Linked DNA regions of Oryctolagus cuniculus: region 1 is linked to region 2. A link is a contact called in public Micro-C data. All regions are on one chromosome and are shown on one strand. The core of a region is the stretch at or near the end of the contact, and the rest is flanking DNA. Distances in the headings are between cores, read along the strand shown.

Region 1 (4,256 bases), core at 723-3,222, 240 kb after region 2:
CCTGGGAGCTTCTCTTGGCACCCAGGGCCTACAGGAGAGAGGCCAGCCTGGTCTAGGTGGCACAGGGCTGAGCTGATCGGGAGACAGTGGGTGTGGAGCCGCCTGGCCTCGCCGAATGCCACCCACACACCCAGGCACTCCACCCACACCCAACAACGCTGCGAGCTGGCAGGCCCAGCCCGACTCTCCCGTCTACACAGGGGAAACCTCAGGGCTTCCCCACTCCATCTCTGCCTGGAGCACCCCCCTGGCTGCTCCCAGACCAGCCTCCCTTCGGGTTGCTGCATACTCAGGGCTCATTTGCTTCCGCTAATGGCTCTGAGGTCCAGGTTATGGACTAAGGGAGAAGCTGGGGCTCAGAAAGCTAAAGTGACTCAGGCAAGGTCACAGAGCAAGGAGGTGGCAGGGTGGGGATTCAGACCCAGTGCCGGGTCACGCAAAGCCTGGAGGACACTGGGATGTCCCCTCCCACCCCCACCCCCACCCCAGCCTCTGGCTCCCCTTCTTCCTGACCCTTCCAGTGCCTCTGCAAATGCCCCCTCCCCCTCCCTTGTTGGAAGTTAACAATTCCCACCTCACAACCGCTGTAACACCTTATCTCCAGGCACCAACAGCAGCAGGCACTACCACCCCAGGGCACAGGAGTTATTTCCGAAGTGTCAGCCTTGGTGGCAGGTTGTGACTCCAGTGTCTGTCACTTCTCTGCTGCCCCCACTCTGGCCTCTCCCAGCCCCCTGCCAAGTGCATCCTCCAGGGCTCCCCCCCCCCGGGGGGGGGTGTGCAGGTGTGGAGCCCGCTGGAGCCTGGGCTGGGGATCCAGCTCTGGGCCACAGCTCTCCCCCCACCGCGCCCTCCCTACCCCCTCCAGGAGCTAGAAGCCTGACCCTGCCATGACACAGGGCAGCTCCCACGGGGGCTCCCCGGCCAGGCTTTCTCCCAGTCTCTACTCCGGAGGCTTCAGGAACTGGAGGGGTCGCATTCAGCCGCTCCCTCCCGGGGAAACCGTGGGCGCTGGAATAACCTTGCCCAACCCTCCCAGGACAGTCCTCCCCGCACCTCTTCTGGGCCAGCTCGGGCTGGGGTCTGTCCGGGGGAGTCGCCCCCTCCAACTCGCCAGAGGGAAGGGGGTCAGGTCCGACCAAAGAGGCGGAGCCCGCCGGGAAGCGTAGGCGAGAGCGACACAACTCGTGCGGAAGGGCAGAGGACAGAGACCCGCAGAGACGGGAGAGGTGAGAGACGAGGGGAACCGAGCGAGGGCGGCGAGCAGGAACCTGAGCCTTCCCGGGAGGCCAGGCCTGGGCGCGAGCGTGCGGGGCCGGGCAGGCACCCGAGGGCCAGCCTGGCGGGCAGCCCGGCGCCCCCGCCGCGGGTCCCGGGCTCCGGAAACTCAAAGTCAATTACGTAAGGGCGGAGCGGGACGCGGGGCTCCAGGCCCGGGGCGCCCTCTGCCCTCTCGGGCCAGCGCTGCGGAGCTGGGCAGGGCGGGGTTGGGGGGCGTCCTCGAGCTGCGCCGCCCCGCGGGGACCCTCACGCTAGGACCCGGACCGGACCGGGACCGGCCGCAGCCTATCTCCGCACCCGAACTCCCGGACCTCCTCTCCTGACGCCGAGACCCCCGCCCCGCACCCTCAACTTCGAGACGCCCGTGTCCCTTGGGACCCCAAGTTTGCACCCTGGAACCCAGGGGCCCTTTGACCCTGTCTCGCTCCTCCCAAGACGGCTCAGGCCCTCGGGGGTGGGCTCCTCTGTCCCTCCCCCTCTCATTCCCAGGGGCCGGGGGTCGCCCCCCAAAGGTGGTCCAGGCTCACCTGGGCTGGACGGGGAGGGGACCTGGCCAGGCCGGGCCGGGCCGCGCGCTCGCTCCGCGCCGCTCTCGCCCTTTAAGAGCTTGCTGCCACTTTGCCCCGCCGGGGGCCTCCACCTGCACTGACAGGGCAACTCTGCCGCGACGCCCCGCCCCCGGGCCGGGAGGCCCTCTGATTGGCGTCGGCAGCTGCCAATCGGCACGGCGGCGGGCAGGCCCGGGCAAGGGAGTGGGAGTGTCGCAACCGGGAAGGGGCGGGGGCTGCAGGTGTGGGCCGGCCGGGACGCCTAGCCCCGGGCAGCCCCCGGTAGACCGAAGGGGTCTGAGCAGGAAAGGGAAGGGAGTTCCTGGATTGTCTGGAGTGGCCAGTCTGACGTCATATGGCGAAAGTATGATGCAATTTGCCACGTGGTGCTGCCCCAAGGGTGCTAGGTAGAAACAAGGGTTAGTCGTCGGGGATCTAGGGAAGGGACCCTGGCGAGACCACCACTCCCGGCCTGGGTGACCTTGAGCAGGTCAGTTCTCTGAATGTGTTTGCTCCACGGTAACTCAGTGTTTTCCTGAGAACCAACGATGTGTGTAAAATGCAGCACCAGTTAGCCACACAGTTAGGTGTTCGGTAAATACAGGTTCCTGTTCGGTAAAATGCAGGTTCCGGTTCTCCTGTGCTTGTCTCGCCGCCCGTCCCCGCGATTTCCCCTCGTGACGGTCCGTCTGATCAAGGCTGTAAGGGGCTTGCATGGCCGGTGGCCCAAGACCCTCCCTTCCATCTCCTTTCGGACCTGTGCTGGCTCCTGTGAGGCCCATGTCAGGAAGCCACCAGTCATCTCCTAGGGTGACCTCTCTCATTCCAAACCATCCTGAGAAGCCAGAAGTCTCTCTCAGGAAGGCCAAATCTGCTCCTAAGGGAGAAAACTTAATGCTCCCTCTTCCGTGTAGAGAACCGCAGAATGTTGGGGTCTTTATAGAATAGTCCATGCTGGGGAGCCACAGAGTCATCCCTTCTTCCGATGAGATGACCTGGGGAGGGAGGGGGCCAGGCCCCAGAGGGTGAGTGATTTCCTTTGAGTTTAGTGACCTTCCTATCAGATGTGCTAATCAGACTGCTGTCACTCACAGGATGCAAGCCACTGACCCACTCTGGTCTGGTTCCTACCTCTGCAGAGGCCTCATCCAAGCGTGTACAGCGGGGCCGGCATCATGGTGTAGCGGGTTACACCACTGTGCCTGCAATGCCGGCATCCCCTATGGGCACAGGTTCGGGTCCTGGCTGCTCCACTTATGATCCAACTGCCTACTGATGGCCTGGGAAAAGCAGTAGAGGATTGCCCAAGTGTTTGGGTCCCTGCCATCCATATGGGAAACGCAGAAGAAGCTGGCTCCTGGCTTCAGCCTGGCCCAGCCTTGGGAGCCAACCAGCACGTGGAAGATCTCTCTCTCTCTCTCTCTCTCTGTCTCTCCCTCTCTCTGTGCAACTCTTTCACATAAATATTTTTTTAAGAGTCGTACAGCAGTAAATGAAATAATCCATGTTAAGCACTAAGACCAGAGCCAATCCCAGGCGAGCACCCAGTAGGTGTTAGCAGTTACTATGATCATAGATGTTATAGGAGTGAAAAGTCACTCTTAATTCCCTGTAGGCTTTTCTGAGTCAGCTGTTGTTTTAGGCTTCGGAGCCCGGGTCCCCGCTTTCAAAGAGGAATGCGTCGTCCAGGAGAAGAGGATCAGACTGAGCCCCCAGATCTGGGACATGTCTTCTAACAGAAGGGACACACTTCAGGGGGCCACAGCAGCTCTGGCTTCCTTGACTAGAAATCTGGATACTTGAGAACCTGTCAGTCTCTGGGCATGTGACCTCATAGGGAAACCTGGCACGGGCGTGCACACACGCACACCCACACCCACACACACACACACACACGGGCTCCCAAGCAGATTCACACACCTTTCATTTAACTACATACTCACCTGCTCACCAGGCGGTATCGCCCAGAGGTTAAAAGCAAGGCAAACCACTTCCCCTCTGGGGTAAAATGGGATTAATAATAGGACTAACTTTATATAGACATAGTGTGATGATTCGATGCGAGTTTGTGAAAATATTTATGCAAATACTCTATAATGGGTCTAGTACTATTTTTTTAATTGCTCCCTGTGTATTCATGTACCCAAGAGAGAGCAGGCTGGAAACCCCTGCATTTGGCCTCTGCAAACAAGAACTCTGCTGCCCCCCCCCCCCCCCCCCCGCCCTCCGCGCAGTGACTCAATCAAAGGGCTGGAGAAAGGAAACCCCAGCCGTGGGTGGGCCGAACTCTTCTGAAGAGCTGCGCAGGCCCCGCCCCTGTTGGGCAGGCTCCGCTGGGCTGAGCTGCCTGCGGGTGACTCAGCAGGGCCGGAGGCTGCCCCAGCCTGATAAGCCTGTGTGTATGATGGGGAGGCCAGACAGGGCTCA
Region 2 (4,399 bases), core at 1,320-3,819:
GGACGGTCTCCTTTCCTTGACCTGCCCAGCGTTACCCAGGCTCTGCCTCCCCGCCCCTCTGGGCTTCAGACACTGGTGACGGGGAGCTCACTCTCCCTGGGACTGTGCCAGCAGCTCCGGGACGTCGGGGAAGGAGTGCACAGTCACTTGCCCAGGGCTTCCGTGCAGTGGGAAGAGGTGGCTTTGGGGCTCATGTCCAGGACCACTGAGGACAGGAGCCCCAGATGGGACCTGTGGCTGGGTCACCCTGAGCAAGTTGCTGCCCCTCTCTGGGCCTTCACTTCTGGGACACTGGGGCTGGGATTCCGGATCCGCTTCTCAGCGAATCCAACCCAGTCCTGCCGGTGAAGGACTCAGGACAGAGGCGGGGCCTGTGGGAAACGCTGTGACTCCCCTGAGGTCTCAAATCCAGCCCCGCCCAGCAGCCACCCCCTCCTCACCCCCCCCCCCAACCCAGCTCTGAAGGCTCAGCTGAGGTTGAGGCCTCTCTGGGCAGGAGTTGAAGGCAGGGCGTGCAGAGGCCACACTGGCATCCACTGTGCCTTCTGGGTGTCTCCTAGGACACCCCGAGACGAGAAGCGGGGCTTGAGCAGGAAATCCAGCCCGGGGTTCCTATCGTGGGGAAGAGAGAAGGTGAATTCTGTGGCCTGGGGCAGGGCTGTGCATGCAGCAGGTGGCAGCTGCTCCCTTCCCAGGGGCCGCGGGCACCTCAGGTCCCTTCCAGGCATCTGCAGGCATCTTCCAGGGTGTAGAATGGCCAGGGCGAGGAGGGGTGGCTGGGTCTGGGAGCTGGGAGCAGGCTCAGATCTGAAGAGAGTCGGAGCGGGCAAGGGGAGCACCAGTGAATGGGTTTCTGTCCCAGGACGGTGCCAACCCCCGGGGGCCACAGCACAGCGCGTCTGGGGACAGAAACAAGTTCAGCAGCCCACGAGGGTGGTTTGTAGAGGCCAGAAGGGATTGTCACTGTACTTGGACCACCCTGGGGAGCTACTGAGAGTTTTAGGCAGGGAGTAGCGGGTCAGATTCAGGGAAGAAACGCTCGGTGGCTCTCTGCGGGACAGGAAGAGATGACAGCTGGGGCAAGAGAGTGGCCACGGGGGGACCGGCTGATGCCAGATGCAAGGGGCAGGGTCCCCAAGATGTGGATTGGACGGAAGGGGGAGAGGAAGAAGCTGCAGGTGTCCCCGAAAATGGACGGTGGGGCCCCGCAGTGGGGAGGAGCAGGGACAGGGACTGACCAGGGTCCCACCAAGGCGTGGGGTCGCTGGCACTGAAGCTGGGATGCTGGCCCAATCCGAGGGGCCAGGAGGACCAGGGAGCCTAAGAGCAGGCAGGAGCAGGGGGCAGATGGAGCCCTAAGGACCGGGGGCCTGTTCTGGCGCTGGCCCCAAGGCGGGTATCCCCGGGGAGGAGCCGGGAAGGGCTCAGAGGTTGGGTGCGGGCGCTGAGCGAACCCAGAGGTGAAGGGGCAAGTCGTGAGGGAGGGGGTGGGCAGCGGATGGAGGCCGCCCGGATCCCGGGAGACAGGGGCGGGTGGCAGGAGACAGCAGCCCAGGGGCTTCCCCCGCGCAGGGGCGCGGGGTCTCTCCGCGACGCAGGCCTCAGGAGCTTCCAGTTCGACACGCGGAGACGCGAAGGGGACCCTGGCCTCGCTCTGGGACCCATAGGGATGAAGCCCGGGAAGCCGAGGCCCGGAGGTGGCCTGGCTCCTCCCGAGGGTTCCCGGATCCCGGGGGCGGGGAGAGGGCTCCCGGACTCCCTGACGCACCCAGTGTCCGCGCAGTCGAGGCCTGAACCGCGCGGCCCCGGCCCCGGCCCCGCCCAGGCCCTCGATGTCCTCGCGCCTCCCGCCCCAGCACAGCCGTGTCTCATTACCGCCCCTCCCCCGCCCGCCGCGCGAGCCGGGGGTCCCAGTGTCGGGGGAGGGGCGGGCTGTAATCAATCCCAGGCCGGAAATTCTCCCCGAGGGGCCCGGCCGGGCTGCGGGTGGGAGGGGGCCCGTGCCGCCCCCGCCCCCCGGGCCCGCCCCCCGCATCATGGAAACTGGGCAGCCGGCCCGACCCCAGCCGGCTCCCGCCACATTCCTGCCTCCGGGGGCGCGCGCGGGGAGCCACGCGCCCCCTGCAGGCCCCCCAGCGCCCTCCTCCTCCTCCCCTCGTCCGTGGCGAGCGCGTCTTCCTAGGGGAGACGCACCCACCCTGCTCCCTGCAGATTCAGGCCGGGGCCGGGCGCCCCCTCCCCGGGATTCCAAATCGCCGAGGACTCGCGGGCTGCGCCCGGCTTTGGGCTCAGCCCTTGGCGCCCCCTGTGCGGGGCAAGCCGCGCTGTGCCCGTCTTGCAGATGAAGGCAGTGAGGCTCGCAGCGGGGAGGCTGTGGGGCCGGCAGGGCCAGGCTCGGGCCGCCCCCCCCCCCCCGGGTGCCTGGACGGAGGCTCCGCAGGCGGGGCGGCAAGCGGTGTAGGGGCCCTGGGCTCAGGCCTCAGAGTCCCGGTTTGGGGAGGGGGCGCCTTCCCAGGGCTTTGAGAACGGCGAGAGATGAGGGTGAAGGGTCGTGGGGGTGGCGGGACTCGGGCCCCGTCCCCAGAATCTCCAGGCGCACGACCCGCGCTCACCTGCGACCCTCAGCTCTGAGCTGCCGCCTTTAGGTCGGGGCCCACCGGGGTCGCAGGGTCCCCGGGACTCCCAGGGGCGGGGCCTGGCTGAGTGGGGCGGGGCCGGGGGCGGGTCCCGTGGAGATAGAGGCGGCGCGCAGGACGGCGGCGCGCGGACTCGGACCCGGACCCGCCTGGGCGCGGCGGCGCCAGGTGAGCAAATCAGGGTGCATGGACTGCCCCCCCAACTTTCTTTAACTTTTTGCTCGGCCCCTCCAACGGGAAGGGACCCTGGGGGCGGGAGCCTGGTCCTCCCTTTGCCCCATCTTAGAGTGGGGTCGCGGACAGTGGCCGGCCCCGGGGGAACCGGGAAGTCGGCCCCGTGCAGAATCCCGCGGGGAGGGGCCACGGCTCCAAGCGCCCGCCTCCCTGGGCTCCCCGCGTCGGCGCACGCCCTGCCGAGGCTCGGGCTCTCTGGGCTTGGCCCCCTCGTTCTGTTCTGCACGTTTGCGCCCCCCTCCTGGCGGGGACGCCGCGGCTCGGGGTGACCTGTCTGGAACTGGGGCCGCAGTTCAGGGTGGAGGCGCGGTGGCCATTTCCCGGGTTCCGGGCTGGGAAGAGGAACCCCCTACTCAGGCACGGCGGGTAACGGGCCTCACTCTTCCCAGGACGGCCCGGTGGCTGCGCCGAGAGGTGCCGGTGCCCAGGGCCGGAACCCGGGGGTCCGCGGCGCTGTGACCCCAACGGGCAGCTCGGCCTCGAGGGCGACTTTCCATCCGTGAGAACCAGGCTCGGACGCGGTCGGCGCCGCGGCTCCGTCCAGGCTCTGGGCCTGCGGCGCGCCCCTGGGAGGCAGCAGGGGTGGAAGCCCTGCCTGGATCTTCGCGGGTGCGGATGGGGCCGGGAGGGTGGCAGGGCCTCCTCCCCAGCTCCTGAGCTGCGCCGCCCGACAGCCAGGTCCCGACCCTCCTCTCGCCCGTGGCCCCGGCGCCCGGGCGGGGGCCGCGTGTCTTCCCACGCCCTTCTTTCGTGGGGGCCACACCACGCGCTGCCCGGCTTCTTGGTCTCGGCCCGGATCCATAGCTCACCCCGCAGGCCGGGCGCGATCGGCAGCCAGGAGGGGCCAGGGCTGTGCGGCCCCGACCCCGGGCGGCCCGAGGCGCAGGGGCGGCGCTGCTGTCGCCGGGACGCGGGCCACTGAGGCCTCCGGCGGAGGAGGCCGGGCGGCGGGATGATTCATCCCGAGGAGCCCGACTCGGGAACGCGGCAACCTGGGAGCAGCAGCCCTGGCGGGGCCGCCGCGAGAGCCGCGAGTGGAGTCCAGCGAGGCTCTGCGCCCAGTCTCGGCCGCCGCCAGCCTCCTGCCGGGGCCCCAGCCCGGCCGCTGGGGGGAGGGGAGGCTCCTTCTGTGCGGAGTTGAAGAGGATCCCGGGCAGAGGCCGCCGCCGCCGCCGCCGCCGCCTCGCCTGCTGTCCCTGGCTGCTCTTGGTTGGAGCGGTCTTCCCGTTGTCTAGCTCGAGTCTCTCCTGCTGCAGCTTCAGCGCTGACCGAGACGGTCTGCAAGGAGGGAGCGGGCGGGGAGAGGCTGGAGTCTGGGCCACCCCCTCCTCCCACGCTGCGGTAAGTGCGACGCGGTAGGGGGGAGCTGGGACCCGCGGGCGACCCTGCGGCCCCGGGCAGCCGGAGCTCTCCTCCCTCCAGCACTCTGGGGTGGCCACGTGCGGGGGTGGGGTGAGCCCGCGCGGTACTTACCCCGGGACGCGGCTGCCGGGGCCCCGCGCTGCCCGAGGCCGCGGACTCGCGGGCTG

The links. A called contact is a pair of places that touch in the nucleus more often than the background predicts.
Region 1: a Micro-C map of ear pinna shows a contact between it and region 2, with 2.7 times the contacts expected there. The contact joins the promoter of EPB41 here to the promoter of TMEM200B in region 2. A contact is called at or near these places in 4 of 6 Hi-C or Micro-C datasets (ear pinna, psoas muscle, skin fibroblasts and 1 more).

What each region holds. Positions count from the first base shown.
Region 1 is chr7:142,835,962-142,840,217 of mOryCun1.1, forward strand. EPB41 (erythrocyte membrane protein band 4.1) reads right to left here and starts at 1,973. Exons shown (of 18, transcript XM_070078950.1): 1 at 1,809-1,973. LOC138850694 (a long non-coding RNA gene) reads left to right here and starts at 1,093. Exons shown (of 2, transcript XR_011390811.1): 1 at 1,093-1,229.
Region 2 is chr7:142,598,749-142,603,147 of mOryCun1.1, forward strand. It overlaps TMEM200B (transmembrane protein 200B), which reads left to right and starts at 2,570. Exons shown (of 2, transcript XM_008265855.4): 1 at 2,570-2,804.